Linked DNA regions of Xenopus laevis: region 2 is linked to region 1. Evidence: chromatin contacts called from public Hi-C data. All regions are on one chromosome and are shown on one strand. Each heading gives the region's core, a stretch centred on a gene start, on an enhancer-like site or on the middle of the called end of the contact. The rest is flanking DNA. Distances are from core to core; before and after follow the strand shown. Region 1 has its middle 22 kb from the start of LOC108715023. Region 2 has its middle 19 kb from the start of cdc42ep1.S.

Region 1 (6,987 bases), core at 2,210-4,709:
TGGCCTATTCTACATGATACAATGAAACTGATCAGTAATTAGGGCCTCACTGGGCCCTCGACACTCCTGCCTCCCCCCCCTGCAACCACAGGATCTGCTTCCTCTGTATTCACAACCCTGTATGGGGGGTAGGCCATGGGAGCCTGTATATAAAAATGTCTCCTGCTGCTGGATACTTGTGGCTAAATCTGGTGATTGAGCTGAGGGAATGGAGTGTACCTCTTCCTTTTGCAATTGGTGCATGCACAGTACACAAACTGTACTTCACATATGCCAGTCTCCAAAAAGGGAATATAATCTGATGTTTAGGGCAGCACTGAATGAAGATAAACCCCTGGCACTAGGTAACTCATTGCATTGCTGTATTTTCAAGTCTGTTGGTAACATCCCTACCTTCAGTTGCTGTTGAATTACAGCTTCCAGTGTCCTTAATTTGCAAATATACATTCATATTATTATCTGCTATTTCTATAGCACTGCCATGTTTACACAGTGTTTTTACACAAATTCTTTTTTTCTTTACATCTGTCTATGTCCCAGTGGAATTTACAGTCTATGGTCCTTATTGCATTCACAAACACGCTTAGGGTCAATTTTATCAGGAGTCAATTAACCTACCTGTGTGATCTTGGAATGTCAGAGGAAGCTGGAGAACCCAGAGGAGGCCTGCGGAGACATCGAGAGACAATACGAAATAATTGTGGATCGTGTCCAGCCTGGAATCAAACTGAGGACAACATTGAGAAGGCACCATGTTGCCTCTTTATATAAAATATCTTGTTCACCAGATGCCTAGAGCAGTATTAAGATACCCTGGCACATTTAAATGTCTGTTGAGATGTTAATTTCAATCTTGTAAACATCAGCTTTAATCAGACAGCTTGGTATGTCATGTTTGTATTTTCCAGCAGTGGCACAGGCATTATAATTAAATACATTATTGGGCTCTTTGTACAACTGAACATTGTGAGCCTTCTTTGTTCTCAATGACTATATTACTTCATATGAGTGTGTCTGAGTAACAGTGAATGTTGTTTATAAAGTAGGCACTAATGTACACTCTCTCTTTAGGAGACCTTGTATCTTCATTTGACTTTAGATATCACCAATATGCCAATGGCATCCAGATATATTTAGACACCCCTTCACTAACTGCTGATGCTCAGACCCAGCTCACAGACTGCCTCATATCTATCTCCTCCTGGATGAACCATCTCAAGCTCAACTTGGCCAACACTGAGCTCACAGTCATTCCACTCAAACCTAGCCCATATCTTCTTTTCACCCTTACTATTAATAGCATGGGGTCATCTTTGATTAGTCTCTCTACTGCCAAAACGTTTTGCATCTTTCTCAACAATACAACCTTCTCTTTTAGAAACAACAGCCAAAACACAAATCCATGCCCTTATCCTATCCCTTTAAGACTATTGCAATTTCCTTCTAACCAGTCTTCCTGACTCCTGTCTCTCTTCCCTAAAATCAATCTTAAACTCCACTACCAAGATCCTCCTTCTCTCTCCTAAGAGGAAACCTGTTCAATCCCAACTAAAATCCTAAGCATGGCTGCCTGTTAAACAAAGGATAGCATATAAAATCCTTCTGCTAACATTCCCTCATCCTGCTTCTCACTAAATTTCTTCATTTGTCTCACTGTACGTTCTTGGTCATTTTCTCTGCTCCTCTCAGAGCCACCTTCTTTTCACACCGTCCCCATTAAATCGGCTCTTCTTTGGGGCAACTAATCTCCCCGAACTGCCTCCCGCTGGCTAGGCTAGAATCTAAATCGCCAACGGGATGGCACTTAATTTTACGAAGTCGCCCGAAATTTCCTCATGAGGCAACTGCGGGCAGCTTTGGAAATCAAATCACACCAATTGCAATCCCACCGGTGAATTACATTCTAGCCAGCGGGAGGCAGTTTGGGGAGATTAGTCGCCCCGAAGAAGAGAGCGTGTGTCTCTACCCTTAGGACTGCTCTCTCAAACCCTTCAAGAAAAAAAGTCTACTTTTTGGAGCACTAGAACAGCTAGTCCTGGTACCTATTGGACAATGCCTTTACCTTGTGCACTTTTTCCCTTCCAATTTGTGCCTGTATGTTAGCCACCTGCCCACTTAGACTGTAAGCTCAACGGGGTAGGGACCTCCTTCTCACTGTGTCTCTAACCACATAGCACTTAAGCTCTGTGTCTTTATATGAGCTCTATTAACTGTATATATTTATTATATTTATTGCATACTTTTATATATTGTACTTTTATTTATGTTTTATTTGTATGCATTGTACAATGATGTGGCTCCTTGACAGTGTTTTACAAATAAAGTTATACATACATGCATACAAAACAGTTGGAGCAAGACACATCATGTTGAGCTGCCCATACAATGGCCAATAAAAGTTGCAGATTGAGTTCCTTCAGCCTGAAGGATTATTAAACAGAAAATATACTCCCTTGGTACACTTAGTGATAGGTAATTGATTCAGAAAGACAATATAAGGTAGTATGAAGTACTCACACAACCAGTTTGGAGACAGGATGGACATTACAGTAATTTGGGATCCCATCCAGAGGAAGTCTCCAGGGTATAAGCAAGTAATAATTTCGTATTCAGCTAGGGTCCCTACACTAAGGGTGTCGACTGGGGAACTACTTTTTGATAGTGGAGCACAGGACTGCTCTTGCTCACTAGGCTTGACTATCTTACACCACTAGGGTATTGAAAGACACAACGCAAGTGTGTCACATGTTAACATCATTTATGTGGTCCCTGTACCCCCCTCTCTCTCTGTGTGCAATAGATACCTTAGGATCTGACCTCTTTTCCAAGAGAAGAAAAGAAGCACCACCCAATACATAAATAATAGCTATAATTTGAATTTCTAATTACTTTTACACTTAAGAAGCAATCAACATTTTCAGGAAAATGGAATAAGGGCTTTGTACAGTATGGGACCCTACAACTTACAGGACTCTGATGTTGAAATTAAACTTATAGCCCCACAGTAGGGTTGCAGTTTGCCAGTCCTCGCGTATGTACCAGAGACTGTATGCCACAGATGCACAGAATGATGGGTGCTATTTTAGTTATGGCTGTCCCTTCTTTATATCTCTAACTAAGCACAAGGATTCTTGTTATGGAAATACCAGGCTGGGTTTCTATCTAAGCCAGGGTAGGACAGTACTCTGCCCTAATAAAACTCTGATAAGTTCCACTTCAGGCAGCTGAGATATCAAGAGCTTCCATATTGGTCTACAAACTGAAGTTATTCCCAGGCCACAGTATTTTTAATTTGTCACGTATCACCCAGCATTCTCAAACTTTAGTCCCTAATAGCCTCCTGACCCATCAAATAGGAAAGTGCCATAAATAGCCTCAGTTTTAATTCCCAGACAAGGGTGTTATACAGATGCACAGCCAGCATATTTGTAACGTCAGTATAATATCAGAAGTGGGAAGTTTGTCAGACAGCGAATGGGTTAATTCCAACCCTTCTCAGTACAGGATGAGAGTATGAGGGGGAGAGACATACCAGAATGGTGAAGTCACAAGGCTGCCTGGGCATTGCCCTTTATTCTGGGATCCTGACACTGAAACAGAGCTGAACAAACATACTCACATCCCCCAACAAAGTCCTTTGTGCTGAGAAAATCACTCATACACTGTGTCCTACAGAGTTCTATTTTAAGCTGACACAGCTCCAACAGAAAAAAAGTTTGCACTTGGGGCAATGTATTAAAGGAGCTCTTAGTGAGCTGCCAGCCCTTGCACTGGCACAAACATAGCATTACAGATATTTTCCTTCCAGGGTTTCCACTTCTGCCTGTGCAACGTCTGCCTGATCAGCCCTTATTTGCATCCAGCTCTGGCAGGGTAAGGTAGACCCTCGGTTTATTCTCACTGATACAGAATGCAAGGTATTGTTCATGACACACGCACAGTGGGAGACCCAAACTCCTGCTGAACCAGCATGTGGGCAGCACTAAAAGCATCCAAGCCTCCAAGATACATACACATCTCCCACCACCATGGAATATATTCACCACAGCATTAAAATCATCAAAATAATATTGATCCATTCTTGGACTTTTTGCAACCTCTTCATACTAAATGGTAACAAAATCAGAGGGGTAATTTATCAAATTCCCTGGCACAAGGGCTTGGGCACTAAGGGGTGCAAAGTCTTGCTCGTTATTTCTCATTTGAGTTCTGCCTATACCTTGAACTGAATCAATTAAGCACCCACTAGCTTGCACATCACACACAAGTTAGGCCATACCTCCCCACAGTTATTTTGTGGGGCAATCTGGCATCAAGGACCCCAAGAGTTGAGGTGATGGGGTTGGTTAAAGCAGTGTCAGGACATAACTGATCATAGTCAGGGTGAAACAGGGGTTTCTTTGTTTGTATGTCAGATATGAGGCATATTAAAACTGACTGCACCCCTCAAATGCATGACTGTACTTCTCAGATGAACACTCAATTTTGTGGGTTCAGCCATGTATGTGATGTTAGGGATGCACTGAATCCAGGATTCGTTCAGGATTCGGCCTTTTTCAGCAGGATTCGGATTTCGTCTGAATCCTTCTGCCCGGCCGAACCCAGAGAGGGAAATTGTGTGACGTTTTGTCACAAAACAAGGAAGTAAAAAATGTTTTCCCCTTCCCACCCCTAATTTGCATATGCAAATTAGGATTCGGATTTGGCACATATTTTCCTTCCAGGGTTTAACTTCTGCCTGTGCAACGTCTGCCTGATCAGCCCTTATTTGCATCCAGCTCTGGCAGGGTAAGGTAGACCCTCGGTTTATTCTCACTGATACAGAATGCAAGGTATTGTTCATGACACACGCACAGTGGGAGACCCAAACTCCTGCTGAACCAGCACGTGGGCACCACTGAAAGCCTCCAAGCCTGGCAGATACACACACATCTCCCACTGCCATAGAATGTATTCACCACATGAATTCAGTGCATCCCTATTTGAGTTTTCCCTTCCCACCACTAATTTGCATATGCAAATTAGGATTCGGATTTGGCCGAATCTTTCACAAAATAGTGGATTCAGTGCATCACTAAACTCAATATACCCTAAGGCTTCTGGAGCCAAGTGCAAGGCACATTACATTCCTGTGGGGACACCGGTTATCTCTTTTTAGGCTCAATATATGCCTTCCCTTACTAGGTGTAGTGCTACTAAACCTCTCACACTGCTACAAAAAAAGAATACAGAGGGAGCCAGAGACTCTTGCAACAAAATAAAGATACAAAAAAGAAATTGCTGGCTCTAATCCCTCTCAAGACCAATTAAATATTATCAAAAAGCATCAAAATCTAATCTTGCTTATAAAACATTCAGTGACGGAAAGCCAGCCACTAGGTAGTTCTCACCGAGTGGAAAGGGTGATCTGGGTGTCCAAACCCCAGGTCCGTCACTTGAAAGATGAACAATTCAATTTCAATATTAAAAAAAGGTCAGCAGAGTTTACACTCACCGAATTGGCCAAATGGCCCGGGTGCCGTGCCCCGAACCCGTAGCTTAGGCAATGCAAATCATCCGAAATAAATGTGCACGCACTCCTGCAGCCAAGGCATTAAAGGTTAAAACTTGTAACTTTATTCCATCTTGTTAAAAGATATGCGTCCTAACGCGTTTCATATCAAACGATACATAATCATAGGCAGTTGATTACGTATCGTTTGATACGAAACGCGTTAGGACGCATATCTTTTAACAAGATGGAATAAAGTTACAAGTTTTAACCTCTAATGCCTTGGCTGCACATTTATTTCCAACAAAATAAAGAAACATCTATTAAACATCCACAGGGTTACTCACATTGAGGCCGTATATCAGGCACAGCAATTCAGAGACAGCACCATGTGACATCTCTATGAAGACAGCTTACAGCAGGCAGTTCCCAGGATTTTCTACCTGGGAGCAACAGATGTAAAAAAGAGTTGGGGAGCAACACAAGCATAATAAATGGGTAGTGAAAAATAAGTGCTTTGTTTTGCCATTTGATAACCCATATGTGATCTGGCTTTATTTGGCAGTACATTTGGTTTTTATGCAACTCCAAACCAGGAGTTCAAAAATAAGCACCTATTTGAGGACACTAGGAACAACATCGAAGGGATTGGTGAGCAACATGTTGGGAATGTTGGAAGCCACTGGCTGGGAATCACTCACAGGTTTCTAGTATATCTGGACAATGACCTAGATCACCACATGTTGGATCAGAAAATACACGAAACCTAAATCCCTATTCAGCTAAGTGATCCCTACACTACATGGCACTTTGCCTGAGGGGAGAGCTGCCCCCTTTCTATCCCTCCTGGCTGGAGCATAGGTTGCTCTTGATAACTAGTTTTATCTATCTCACTTTCCTTGAGAACTGCCCTGTCCAGAATACACCTTATTCAAGGGGTCTCTGCTCCTCAACTTCACCAAGGGCCTCACCACCCTTGGGCCTATTTTTTTAAGTGCCAGGCTTCTCAGCACCATCTATTCCCTCCTATAGTGGAACTTCAAAGAGAAAGCGCCACCCTCTGCCCAACACTATATTGAAGTGTGGCAGGAAGTGATCATCAGCCTCAGGGCCAGTAGCACTCTTATGCTAATAATCACAACTAGATAGGTTTCAACCCAGAAACTAGGGAATAAGGAAGTGTTGAGATTTAAAGCCATAGGTGCTATTTAACGTATGGATACCTATATTTTATATATATATATATATATATATATATATATATATATATATATATTGTGCCAGACTTCAATTCAATATGAATGGATATTACCTCTATACCCATTCAACTGGTACAAATATATTGGAAGGAAATACAAATGCCACCTCATCCCTTCTAAATATAGATGCATATTACTGTAACATTCTGCCTGGCTAATTAGCAATTAATTTACATGCATGCTGCAGCTGAAATGCTAATTAGCCATTTAGAATGTAGATGTAATATGTGTCAGGTT
Region 2 (6,987 bases), core at 2,749-5,248, 63 kb before region 1:
TTCAACCCCCTCTGAGTAGGGGTGGCAATAGAGATCAAGCCCTTCTAAGGAGAGAGTCACGGTGGATCCACAGACTGGATACGGTGACCCCCAGAGGACCGAATGAGACCCTGCCTTTAGGATGCTTCATCTAAACTGGGGGGCATCAGAGTATGGCCGCCCCATATATTCCTTTTTGATTATATGCCCATTGTTATTATATAGATTATATGTACTGGTTTCACTGTAGTGTCTATACCTTTGTTTGTTTTTATTCCCTCCCTTTGACCAATGACTCCTGCGCACAAAGGGTGGTATGGTTATTATCCTTGCTGCCCTCCCACCTCTTCCCGTGTTCTTATCCGCATGCATACCTACAAGTCCTCTTTGGTCCTGATAAGTGGGTGAGGGGGCAAAGTGACGGACAATACGGCGACCAAAAAATCCCCCCTGCGCTTCAAATGGGGACAGTTGAGGAGCGGAGTTTTCCTGTCTGCGTAATTTGCAGACAGGTTGCGCCGCCTCTCTGTCCAGCACCTGTAAGTTAGACGCTAAGCGTTGCTAGGTGCTCTGCGCTTGGTAATGGGGGGCGTGCATGTAAGCAGAGTACCGGCCGCTCCGCCTACTAGACCTCGGGTCATAGTAACCGCCCACCTCTACAGTACCATGGACGGGGCGTTGGACACGCCCACTCAGTAGCGCTGTTTTTGTGTCAGAATGCTGCACTAAAGAACAGGCGGATGTATGAACTGGGGAAAGTGGGTACAATGCGATTCAGGAATAGGTCTATAATGGGGAACATTGAGCTACATTTTCCCCGCACATACCTATGTTGTTATTTGGTTGCCTAGCAACAGTTTTTGGCGCCAAAATGGCGGTTTTAAAACTCCCCCCTGGACACTATGTTCTGTTTCTTTCCCTGATGAAAGCTCCAAGATGGAGCTGAAACGTCGGATTTAATAAAACCTCCTTTGCATCAACTTCTTTTTGTTTGTAATTCCTTGGAGTGCTGTCACACTGCAGGACTATACATTGATTTTTTTGACCAGCACCCAGGTTAAGTTTTTGGCTGAAGGTGTGCGTCCATACGAACTGTATATATATATATATATATAAATATATATATATATATATGTAGATAATACATTTAAATACAGTATTGTAGGGAAATCACTTATTTTTCTAATAATTATAATTTTGGGATATCCAAATCAGTTTGGTGTGTACAATGTTAAATTAAAAACAGAAATGTTTTCATACATTCAGAATAAAAAAAAAAATATATATATATATATAGTTTTATTTTACTACATATTGAGCATAAACTGTTTTTTATTGTAGCCCCAACATACTCTGAGATCCAAGTGCAAGCTTCTTCAAGTTCAAAATAAATTCTACACAGCAGCTCACCCTTTCCCATCTGCTCTGTCTGTGTTTTAAAGGGCATGTAAAGTCTAAAATAGAATAAGGCTAGAAATGCTGTATTTTCTATACTAAATATAAACATGAACTTACTGCCCCACAAGCCAAAACAAATAATTTATGCTTTCAAAGTTGGCTACAAACTAACTAACTTTGTTAAATATCTTTGCAAGACTAAGACTGTGCACATGCTCAGTGTGGTCTTGGCTGCTTAGGGATCACCATAAACAAAGCTGCTTGAGTTCTGCATGGCTGGGAAGTAATTTTTCAGAGGTGAGAGATTACCACCCTAACTTCCTATACGCATTCTAAAGTGAGGAAGGCTTTGAACTTGTGTTCTGTGTTTGCAATAACAAAAAGAATTTAAAACAAAATATGATATCTCTTGGCCCGGCCCCTGAGGTCTACTTCTGTATTATATTTATGCCACTTTCCATAAAGTACCTTAAATATCTTTATTTTATTTTATTTTTCCATTTTAAATATCTTTATTTTAGATAGATTTAGAATAATTCTTGTATTGCTTCATAAAACACTGGCGAAGTGACTTTATACTCACGACTGTTCTTTGGGGAAAAGTGCATAAAATCAACTTGCTCATCTGTAACCGGTCCAAGAAGTTACTTTTATAATCTTTTTTCCCCAATGAACAAAATGAAAAAGTATTACAGCCGCTGGCTAGTAATGGGCAAATCTGTACCGTTTCGCTTCACCGAAAAAAGAAATGGAGAAAAATTTCCAAACAAAATGAAGTCAATGGGCGTCCAAATAATTTTGATCCGTGTAAATTATTCGACAAATTTGACACGATTGACAATTTTTATACACGTGACTATTTGGTCTAAATGCATTAAAGTCAATGGGCGTCCGAATAATTTTGATGACACCACAATTTTCTTTCTGATGCGGCAGATATTTTGCTGGCAAATTGCCATCGCAGTTTCGCAAATTAATTCACTTGCGTTGAAACGTGGAAATTCACCGCAAATGCGTGTCTGCTGAATTTATTCGCCCATCACTAGCGCTGCCTCCAAACAGGTTTCATGGGTTGCAATATGGCAGACTTCATAGACTGTCACAGGAAACAGTGAAGCTAATCACAAGTGAGTAGCAAACTTGGGGTGAATGATCAGTGTTTTGCTCAGCTCATCAACGTATTTAGACCTTGCCGGCACCCCCCCCACCAAAAGAACTTCGGAGTGTCCAGCATGAACATCAATCTTGAAACCTACCCCTGGCAATCTGCCCTCTCGCTGCCCATCCCTCTCACGTCCCCTTTCTCTATTGGGTCCCCAGCTTCTCTTGCTCGCATTACAGCTGGGGAGCAGGGATTTCATGAAAGCTTTAGAGGAAGCAGAGCCCCGCCACCATGGGGTCCACTTCCTCTATAGTTAAACCACTGGCTTTGCACAAAAGTTCAGAAAACCACAGAATTTTTTTACCAATGCACTGGAGTCAATGGAAAGGCAAAATGCCATTACAGTTAAAGAGTTCTTAGCTCTGCAATAGCATATACATTGTCTTTCATTGTTAACGAACCTTTCCACTATGCTACAAAAAGACTCTCATGTTGTTAAATTCTTCCAAACAAATAAATATTGTATTGTAGTGAATTTGCCACTGGCAAAACCATTACATTTGTTTCAGGAAACTATACTAAGCAACTAAGCTGGTTAAAGGTATTGAAAATCTTAGCTATGAGGAAAGACTGGCCAAATTGGGGATGTTCACGCTGGAGAAGAGGCGCTTAAGGGGTGATATGATAACTATGTATAAATATATAAGGGGATCATATAATAATCTCTCTAATGCTTTTTTTTTCCCAGCTGACACGAGGTCACCCATTCCGATTAGAAGAAAAGAGGTTCCACCTAAATATTCGGAAGGGGTTTTTTACAGTGAGAGATGTGAAGATGTGGAATTCTCTCCCTGAATCAGTTGTACAGGCTGATACATTAGATGGCTTTAAGAAGGGGTTGGATGGCTTTTTAGCAAGTAAGGGAATACAGGGTTATGGGAAATAGCTCATAGTCCAAGTTGATCCAGGGACTAGTCCGATTGCCATCTTGGAGTCAGGAAGGAACTTTTCCCCCTCTAAGGCAAATTGGAGAGGCTTCAGATGGGTTTTTCGCCTTCCTCTGGATCAACTGGCAGATAGGTAGTTAATTAAAAAAAAAAAAAAAGTTAACTCGATGGACATGTGTCTTTTTTCAACCTTACTTACTATGTTACTATGTGTATACAGGGCAAAAATTTCCGCTAATAGATAAGCAGTTACAATTAGCAATGTGTGCCATATGTGAAGGTTGAGGGTTATTTATGGCAGCCACGCTATTCACAATGAATTGTTGCAAACGTCTTTCAGTGTAATAGTTATTATGAGTGTAAAGACAGATGTTCCTGAGCATGTAGGAGCAGACAACCAGTTATCTATGATTTACAGATTATAACCAGCCAATCTGTGATAGATGCTTTTATGAAGAACCTTGAGGGGGTGATAAAGCGCTACAAATGGTAAAAATGTTCTACATCGATTTGGCCACAAGAGGGTATCCAAGTCCCTCTTCCACAAACCTTCAAAGGAAATGTGCCGTTAGGAGCGGATTTGTTCAGACTAGTCGGACACAATGGTATATTAGATCTGGAGAGCCCATAGCTGGTGGCTGCAGAATTAGGATGATAGCTCTATGGAATGAATTACTGTGATACTGAGAGAAAGACAGCTCTGGACACTGTGCAAAAGTCTGCTATAGTTGGCTATTGGTAGATTCTATGTATGGCAGCCTACAGAAGACTCTGTTTGCCTCCAAGCCATGAATGCAAAATGAAGCACCTGCTTTGAGGCCACTGGGAACAAGATCCAAGGGATTGGTGAGCAACATGTTGCTAATGAGCCACTAGTTGTGAACCCTAAACTAGGGGATCCTTAGGGGCCATGGAAAGCCAACTATCTGGAGAACCTTTTAAATTGGCATTCCATAATAAGAGCTGCCCAGAAGGGAAGAGGCTGGGAAGGAAAAAGTGTTGGAAGCCCAGGTACAGTACACAGCTAACAAAGTATCTTTATACGTGATAGGGTTATATAGATCAGAAATCAGCTATGCTAGGCTAATAATTATTGGCCGAGGGGGAAGCAGGCATTCATCAAACTTCATGGAAAAAACAACTAAAAATCCAATGTTTATTGGAAGCCCCTCTTCTACCTTTTGAATAGCAGAGTAATAAAAGCCTGGAAGTGCGATGTAAGAGGGCCTGGGGGTCTGGGAAGGAGGGACGTTTCATGCCAGGCCTTTCAGTAGATTTTTTTGAGGGGGGGGGGCTAGCCCAAGTTACACCACTGGTGTTGGGAATGTATTATGCACTTTCTTGCACTCTCCTCAACACTGGCAGACAGGAGGAATTGCAATCTAGATATACAGTACTCTAGCAATACTTCCTGTTTGTCAGAGCTCTGCAGCGACAACAAGAAGTCCTAGCCCATGATAGAACTGATAGATATATATATGTATGTATATATATATATATATATATATATTATATATATATATATATATATATATACGACAAAAAAGCTGAAGCACACCAGGATTTTCTTCAAGAAATGTAAAACTGTTTATTCCATCTGGAATAAACAGTTTTACATTTCTTGAAGAAAATCCTGGTGTGCTTCAGCTTTTTTGTCGTGGATATTTTACTTCTGGATTGCACCCAGGTCCCTAACTCCTGAAGTGTGTGCTAAAGCCTTCTACACTGTATATATATATATATATATATTATATATATATATATGTTTATATATGTCTGCGTGTTTGGAAGAGAAGAAGAAGGGCTTCTTTTATGTGCTTTATGCATACATTAGTAAATATTCAGTAATCAAACATAAATCCATTTAATTCTGCCGCACAATTTAAAATAAAGTTCCTAAATATAGACTTCTTAATGCAGGATTCTGTTGTCATTTCATTCAAGTTAAAAAGCCTGAATTAAAAAGCCTGAATTATATTCAGGAAGATGTAGGTCTGGCTACATTTGTAGATAACATAATAATGAGACATGCCTTCAGATGACGTTAATTTGAAGATCTGGAGTAAGGAAAGGGAAGCTGTTTCATCACAAACATTGACCAATTCAGAGATAAAAAGAGAAAATCTTACAACAGGGGAGACCCGTATTAAACAGATATATCAGGCATTACTGCTAACAGGGATGATTGTACCACTGGGATCTGGAATGGAAACTCCTCTAAGCAGTTGGGTTTGGAAGTCGGAAAGTGAAAAACCAAGATGATGCTGTTTAAACTAAAATGAAATCCTGACCTTTTTAGATGGAAGATAATCCAATACCGTCTGATAGAATCGCAGCATTTATTCAAGGTTCATACAACTGCAACAACATTACTTTAAGTGCTTGCTGACTAACAATGTGGGTTGAGTGCCTGTATTCATATCGGTTACTGTGTTAAGTCATTTATCATTATGTAACATTATATGCACCTTCTTTAGCGATACATTATTATTATAGCTTTAAATATGTATTTCCTGTTAATTATCCTTATTGTGGTGTTTATACAAATGGTCTGCGGGTGTCACTGTGCACAGGACTTGTACTGAGCATACACAGGACTTTCTGTACAGCTTAAAAGTGAAAGTGAAAGTTTCTGTTGTGTAATGGCTGCATGACTCTGCTAATAAAGCACTGTTATACTCTACTCATCCTCGGCTACCCAAAACATAACACTTATTTTTAAGATGCATAATTATTGAGATTGTTCATCGTTCACATACATCCCTGCAATAGTGGATAGTTTTGTACTTAGATCTCTACTTTGATGGCAATAATAACAACTAATAATCACAAAATTAATGATGTAAACCCACAAATTAGTAAAATATATTGTTTTTAAAAAAACAAGCCACTTCCTCATATGGAGAAGGATACTAATTCCTACTTCAACCTCTCATCAGGGCTGGATTGGCCTCTTAATTTGCGCAGTCCTAACGCCCCCAGGCCGCACTGCCCCGACTCCCCGGTAATGCAAGCGTGCAAGAGCAGCTCAAAAAGCAGCTGGGCAGCATGCCACCCCTCATATTTTGCCCTAAGCCCAGCCCATTGTGGCCTCGCCACAAATCCAGGCCTGCCTCTCTTAACTCACACACACTCCTGCAAAAAATAAAAGACTCCTCTTTCTGAAAATCTCCTTTTCCGCACTGCTCAGGTAAAAAAAAAAAGGTTTCTTTTTGTGGCTGTTCAGTGCAGAGAAAAGTGGGACTTTCCAGTACAAATGAGGGACTGAGGGTTGAGCTGTCAAAAGTGGGACTGTCCCGCTGAAAACAGGACAGTTGGGAGGTATACTTCTGGCCATGCAAGCTCTGATTGACAAGCCCCAATGGACCATAAGAATGTGTCGGAATCCAACACTCTCTTAAAGGAGAACTAAACCCCCAAAATAATGAAAACCCCTACCCTAGTCCCCCCCCCACCCCCCCCTGCACAGGTGTTCATACCTGTGAATTACCCCTTGATGAAGAGTCAGCACAGCGGAGCTCACAGGCACCATTTTCACCGCTTCGGGAGTAGTCAGTAAGT

The links. A called contact is a pair of places that touch in the nucleus more often than the background predicts.
Region 2: a Hi-C map of the XL177 cell line shows a contact between it and region 1, with 2.1 times the contacts expected there. The contact joins two enhancer-like sites. A contact is called at or near these places in 2 of 4 Hi-C or Micro-C datasets (the XL177 cell line and the XTC cell line).

What each region holds. Positions count from the first base shown.
Region 1 is chr4S:102,073,168-102,080,154 of Xenopus_laevis_v10.1, reverse strand. No RefSeq gene overlaps it. Among protein-coding and RNA genes, the nearest start is that of LOC108715023, 22 kb to the right of the region's middle. Within about 2 kb of position 3,459, at least 1 of the 7 cell types and tissues checked has an H3K27ac peak or open chromatin away from gene starts, as enhancers often do.
Region 2 is chr4S:102,136,547-102,143,533 of Xenopus_laevis_v10.1, reverse strand. No RefSeq gene overlaps it. Among protein-coding and RNA genes, the nearest start is that of cdc42ep1.S, 19 kb to the right of the region's middle. Within about 2 kb of position 3,998, at least 1 of the 7 cell types and tissues checked has an H3K27ac peak or open chromatin away from gene starts, as enhancers often do.